Regions from separate parts of the Ovis aries genome. Here region 1 is linked to region 2. A link is a contact called in public Hi-C data. All regions are on one chromosome and are shown on one strand. Each heading gives the region's core, a stretch centred on a gene start, on an enhancer-like site or on the middle of the called end of the contact. The rest is flanking DNA. Distances are from core to core; before and after follow the strand shown.

Region 1 (3,347 bases), core at 622-3,121, 330 kb after region 2:
GGCAAGATCCCCTGGAGGAGGGCATGGCAACCCACCCCAGTATTCTTGCCTGGAGAATCCCCATGGACAGAGGAGCCTGGTGGGCTACAGTCCATGGGGTCACAAATAATCAGACACGACTGAGCGACTAAGCACAGCACAGCGGATGAAGAGCTTATGTGAAGGGATGGTGCTCCTCAGGTTGTTCCCACTTGCAAGGTCCTCCACTTTGGCTAGATTTGGGGATGTGGCCTAGGCCTGCCCCCTTTTGCCCTTGAGAAATGGATAAGTTAGGAGCGGGGGTTGGGGGTGTGGGGGGGGGGAGGCGGGGGGCTCTGTGGGGATCTGAGTCACTGTTGCCTGGCCTTGTGCTTTTCCCCTTTCTTCTCTGAGACCCCAGATGATGGGAACAGCAAGGGAAGGTGAAATTAAGAAAATTAAGGAGTTTGTATGCCAGATCTGAAAGTACATTACTTGACAGCGGGGTGTCCTGTCCTAGAAGGGCTCATGGGGCTTTCCTTTCAGGCTTTGTTATTTTATAAAGGCAATGTGGGTGGGGGGATGAAAGTGGAGGTGTCATACATGAACCATATTCTGAGGAAACTGGAGTTTGGGTATAGCAATGGGGAAGATTCTTGCAGTAAATGTTTTACCATAAAATAAATATTGGTTGAATTATTTTCCTTCCCAGGGATAGGATAGAACATAGTATGCAGAGATTGCTTCTGAGGGACCTGTAGAATAATGTGAGAAAACTTTTCAGATCACTAGCTCAACATTTCTCAAAAAAAATTTTTCTTTTGGTTGCTATTAATCAAAGGTTTTCTAAGACTTTATTTATTAATTAACTTTCCAGTTTCCCAAATCACATTTCTTAATATTTTAAAATTAAAGTTAGCCAAGGGCAGTTTTGCTTTCAGTAAAATCAGAATTTACCAGCTTAGTTCAACCCTGCCTAATTCCAAATGGCTGCTAGTATATATTTTCTCCTTTCAATTATGCTTTCACTCTCCATTCTGATTATTGCAGGTTATGCAAATCAAGCTGGAGAAGAGATTTAATTCAATCAGCTGTGGGTCTGCTTCCACTGATTTGAATATTAGCTGTTTCGTCTATATGTAAATGACTGGAGAGAAGGAAACTTGTTGCTATGCACTGTGACCAATCCTGATGCCATAACCTTGTGTCAGATCTCAAGGTCAAGCTCAAAGTCGAATTGATTGTGGGAGGATGTTTGGGGAGCCTGGAGCAAGACACTCCACCTCAGGTCTGTGCTTGGGATGGTTTTAAAAGACCCTGATCTTTTTGACACTGTCAGGAAGACCTCCTCCTCTTGTCCATTATTTATAATTCTCAGAAAGATGAGGGGAGAGACAGAGAGAAGGATTGCTTCTGTTTACTGAGAATTTTTTCCATTCACTCAAACGAAGCAGCATTCTTCACATACCAGGTTGAGAAAGGCAGCTAAGGTATCTATCCCTGAGGAAAAATAGAATATTTGGAGCTGTTAGCAAGCTGGGAGGGAGAGAGGCTTGCTCCAAATCTCACAAAGGACCAAGAACAGAGAAATTAATAGCACAGAGTGAATCCTTAGCCAACAGGGGAGCCCAGGACAAACTAACAAAGAAGGTTCTTCCAGGCCTTGCCTCTGGCTGCCCACGAGTCTTTGAAGTGCTAACATTGCTTTTCGGTGGGGAGGAAGAAAAGAGGGGGACAGCAGGGTTATAAAAATGCTATTTGTTTATCTGGAAGGTGCTAAACCAGTTTCCAGGCACAGATGTTGTTTTGCTTTAGAAAGCTGGAGATGTGTTCTTCAAAGGAACACTGACCCAATCCTGAGCTGATTCTTCCTCTTCCTCTTCTTTTTCCCCTCCCACTAAACTAGGTCAGGGAGAGAGTTTCATATTTTGTTGTTGTTAGACTGCCAGCTCAGAAGCGAGATGATTGGCTGAGACCTAGAGCTTGACAATTAAAGTTAAATACAGGCAGCTGGCTGGGTTTTGATTAAAAGCCATAATCAAGAAATCTGGCAATCTGGAATTGCATGATGGCTGAAGTCTGTTTTTTTTTTTTTTTTCTTTTTCCTGTTTGTGTTTTTAACCCCATGTGCACAATGACTAATCTTTTGGGGCTTTTTTCTTTACTGTCACTACAAATTTTCAGGTTTAAAAAAACTGACAGAAATTAAGTCATGTGTGAGTTTCCTTGTTTCTGAAATAGCTGAAGACTGCTGTGTTGCTGTCCATGTGATTTGGAGTTTCTGCTCTATTTGATGAAAATGAACACCGAAGACACAAATCAGTTTGTTAGCACAGTGTTTAATTTTTCTTTTTTTCCTACTCGATTAATTACTTATAAATGGGAAATAAAAACAACTCAGATCAACTCCTTTTATTGGTGCGGCTGTTCTGGATGCAGTTATTTTGTTGCTTCGAGGGCCACCTTGTGGAAGATAACTGTTATTTTGAATATGGCAGTCAAGAATGGATTCATTTAGAAAGTGTAATATACTGTCCATGTGACTTCCTGGTATAAAATCTAAGTAGAATGATCACTTAGTTTCTATCAGAAGATACCCTATAACAAAGAAAACTAGTTGTGGTGAATATGAAAATGTGTATGCTAAGTCGCTTCAGTCGTGTCCAACTCTGTGTGACCCCAGAGACGGCAGCCCACCAGGCTCCCCCGTCCCTGGGATTCTCCAGGCAAGAACACTGGAGTGGGTTGCCATTTCCTTCTCCAATGCATGAAAGTGAAAAGCGAAAGTGAAGTTGCTCAGTCGTATCCGACTCCTAGCGACCCCATGGAGTGCAACCTACCAGGCTCCTCCATCCATGGGATTTGCCAGGCAACAGTACTGGAGAGGGTTGCCATTGCCTTCTCCCAAATGAAAATGTATATACCACTATGAAATACACGAAGAAAGCTCAGATTTTGTAGTTCACATAAATCATCTGCATTTCCTTACAAGTCCTCAGGTGTTAGTGGGGTGGAGACTTGGGAGTGTCTACATTTCCCAACTATTTCAAGATTTCAGATTTCTTCTCCCTGCTGAACTTGGGGTGGTGAGGAAGGGGAACTTTGGGCTCTGGGTCAGTAGCATCACATCTTCTAATTGCAAATGGGCTAAACCATTTTCTGGACCTCAGCGTGGAGTCTGCCTTGAGCAGTTGGTCCCTTCTGGCTTTCTGGTATCATGTTGGGGATGGATCATGAGTCACTGTGCTTCATAGACTCCAAGGCTCCTTCATCATGACTTTAGCTGGCACAGGCCCTCTTGTATTTTCTGAGTCTCTCTACTGGGGAAGGGACAAAGTTCTGGAACTTCTGCAGACCATGCAGAGCTCTAGGGCATCAGTAACATGTTC
Region 2 (3,190 bases), core at 11-2,510:
AAACAGACCCCCTGCTTGTGGGGAGGGAATGACATTCTCGTCACATTTGTGCCACCAGGGAGGCAATGCCCTAGGCCAGGGGTTAGCAACCATTTTCTGTAAAGGGCCTAAGAGCAGATATTTGGGGCTCTGAGGGCGTTGGGGTCTCTGTTGCAACTGCTCAAGTCTCCCCTTGAAGAGTGAAAATGGCTGCAGACAATATGTAAACAACAGGCATAATAAATAAATATTAAAAACTTATAAATAATAAATAAAATAATAAAATAATAATAATAATAAAACTTTATTAACAGAAGTGGGCAGCAGGCTGAGTTTGGTCTGTGGTCCACAGTTTGCCATCCCCTGTATGATTCTCCAGCTTCAGATCCCTGATTTTCCCAAGGTTAGCTCCCATATTTTAAAACTCCAGTGGGTCTCCTCTAAAGAAACAGTTTGTGTTAGCAAAGCTCTTGTGAGTTTTAGGAATCTCTCACATGAGCCAGTGGAGACTCAACCCACTGCCAGGCCAGAAACAGCTCAAAAGATAATGTTTCACTGCAGCTGTAAAACAGCAACCTTATCTCATCCGCAGACACAACAATGGGTCTGGTTCCTCTCTAGTATCCTCAAAATGAGGATCAAAGGGTTTCTTCTGCAGGGAGGTACCACGTCTGGAATGGGGAGTGTCAGGAGTGAAACTAAAGAGGGGAAACTAAAGAAACCTTATTTTAAAATATGCAGTGGCTTCCCTGGTGATGCTAGTGATAAAAAAAAAAAAAAGCAAAAAAAAAAAACCCCATCTGCCAATGCAGGAGACATAAGAGATGTTAGGTCCCTGGAGTTGGGAAGATCCCCTGGAGAAGGGCACAGAAACCCACTCCAGTATTCTGGAGAATCCCGTGGACAGAGGAGCCTGGCGGGCTACAGTCCATAGGGTCACAAAAGAGTCGGACACTACTGCATGCATGCAGGCCTAAGAGCAAAGCCAGACCTTTCAAAGACGAGAGGACAGCTGTTGTCACCTGCTCCCCCCACACTGAGGGGCCTTCCTCCTCCCTCTCTGAAAGCCCATGGCCCCTCCAGTCCCCCACAGTGGAGGGGGCATACTTAGAAAAGATAAACACACAAGCTAATACAAAACATGAAGGCCTGTTGTATAACACAGGAAACGAAAAGGCCAGTGGGAAACAGCAGGTGTTCCCGGCAGTGTGGGTCTGGGGAAAGAAGAGGATGAGGCATTAACAAGATCTTACCCTGGGTTTGTGTGGGCAGATGTTTACATAACTGCCTGCGGAGGAGCTGGAGCTTAATAGCAGCCTGTCTGCTTTGCAGTGCAGTTGCCAAGCAATACCTTCCCTCTCGTGCCCTCGAGGCTTGAGACACTGGCAGTCATTTTCTTCTGCCAGAGGGCTACTCACCGAGGTCAGCGCCTCCACATTGGCGCCCATCAGACACAGGTAGCGGACCACGTCCAGAATCCCGTTGTTGGCGGCAAGGTGCAGAGGCGTCCGTCCATACTGCAGGAGACAAAAAGACCCGGGAGAGACCTCACCCTTGCTGCCGAGGATGACATGTGTGGAGGGACCAGGAAGAGATAGGAGGCGAGGTCTCCTTTCTCCAGAAACTTGCCATCTCCTTGGGGAGGCAAGCCAAACAAAATGTTTTCAAGTATTTCTCAGCTAACAGAGTGACTTTAAAATAAAACTTCAAAGGCTGAAAGAGTGGGAGGCTTATCATAAAATAACTAAATTAAGTCTCCTGCTGTGCTGGAAGAAAGGAGGCATGAGTCAGGGCTGAAGGCCCCAAAGTTCCAGAAAAATTTGCACTGTGGCTCAGATTTAGAGACAGCAAGGGAAGAAGGCATGGAAGGACAGAAAGTGAAGATGCTCTAATGCGGTGAAACGCCACGGCCATACCCAGCATTTTTGATTGCCTACGGCTCCCAAACCATGGGCCAAGGTATCTGGGGGCACTGCAGTGTATTCAAGGGGGTGTTGAGGAATACTTTAAATTTTTGATGGAACCAGCAGGTTCCGACACCAGGGAAACTACTAGCTTCAGGCAGTTCAGTGTCTCAAATTAGCTGGGACTGCCTTCCTTTCAGTGACATTGCGTATGCACTGCACAGGGTTGGCGGTGACTGTGATACAAAGCAGGTATCTTGTGAAGATCCACATAGAACAGGATATAGGGGTGGTGGTGTCCACTCTGAGTCCAAGGTTTAAAGAGTCAGTTGTGTACTAATGAAAGGTGTGTGCTTGTTGGACACCTTTAAAGAGTCCAAGGTTTAAATAGGGATTCTCTAGGCAAGAACACTGGAGTGAGTTGCCATTTCCTTCTCTAATGCATGAAAGTGAAAAGTGAAAGTGAAGTCTCTCAGTCACGTCTGACTCTCAGCGACCCTATGGACTGCAGCCCACCAGGCTCCTCCGTCCAAGGGATTTTCCAGGCAAAAGTACCGGAGTGGGGTGCCATTGCCTTCTCTGCTCTTTTTCTAGATGCTCGTAAATGGTAAGCCAGTCTCAGCAGGAAATATTAATGTAATACTTTTCTGTGACTATTTCTGAAGGTTCCCAATGAGCACACACCTACCATTAGTATACAACTGTGGTCAATTGAGAATTTAAAAAAAAATAGCTTTCTTTCAATTTATGTGACTCATTTGTTCCATCAGCTCCTGAAATATTAGGTTGTTTGGGTTGAATAACTTAATAAACAGAACTTAAGCAGCCTGGAGTGCTGCAGTCTACGGGGTCGCAAAGAGTCGGACACAACTGACTGACTGAACAGCAACAAAGGTATTTAAACGATTTTTTTTTCTTTGTCGGCTGTGCCACACAGCTTGCGGCATCTCAGCTCTTGACCAGGATTGAACCTGGCCATGGCAGTGAAAGCCCAGAATTCTAACCATTAGGTTACCAAGGAACTCCTGGAACTTAAGGTTTTTCATTTGCTCGGGGGAAACCAGAAAAAAATAAATTACTTTACACAATGGAAATTATGAACTGAGCAAGTCTGGCTATCTCTGTTTATGTGCAAATAAACGTAGGTTTTTGTTAAGAAGTTAATACATGCTCATTTAGAATGTCCAAACAACATAGAAGGATACACAGTAGAAAAATGAAGTCTTTTCTTTCCATTCCCCCAAGTTCCCCCACTCAGAGCTAGCCCCACGCAAACCTTCCAGGCTTTTCTCTATGAATTCATTAAG

What was found. A called contact is a pair of places that touch in the nucleus more often than the background predicts.
Region 1: a Hi-C map of tail adipose tissue shows a contact between it and region 2, with 5 times the contacts expected there. The contact joins two enhancer-like sites. A contact is called at or near these places in 10 of 16 Hi-C or Micro-C datasets (blood, hypothalamus, liver and 5 more).

What each region holds. Positions count from the first base shown.
Region 1 is chr2:32,365,485-32,368,831 of ARS-UI_Ramb_v3.0, forward strand. No RefSeq gene overlaps it. Among named protein-coding and RNA genes, the nearest start is that of TRNAA-AGC, 57 kb to the left of the region's middle. Within about 2 kb of position 1,872, at least 10 of the 54 cell types and tissues checked have an H3K27ac peak or open chromatin away from gene starts, as enhancers often do.
Region 2 is chr2:32,040,646-32,043,835 of ARS-UI_Ramb_v3.0, forward strand. It overlaps DAPK1 (death associated protein kinase 1), which reads right to left. Exons shown (of 27, transcript XM_042243060.2): 18 at 1,398-1,496. Among named protein-coding and RNA genes, the nearest start is that of CTSL, 110 kb to the left of the region's middle. Within about 2 kb of position 1,261, at least 8 of the 54 cell types and tissues checked have an H3K27ac peak or open chromatin away from gene starts, as enhancers often do.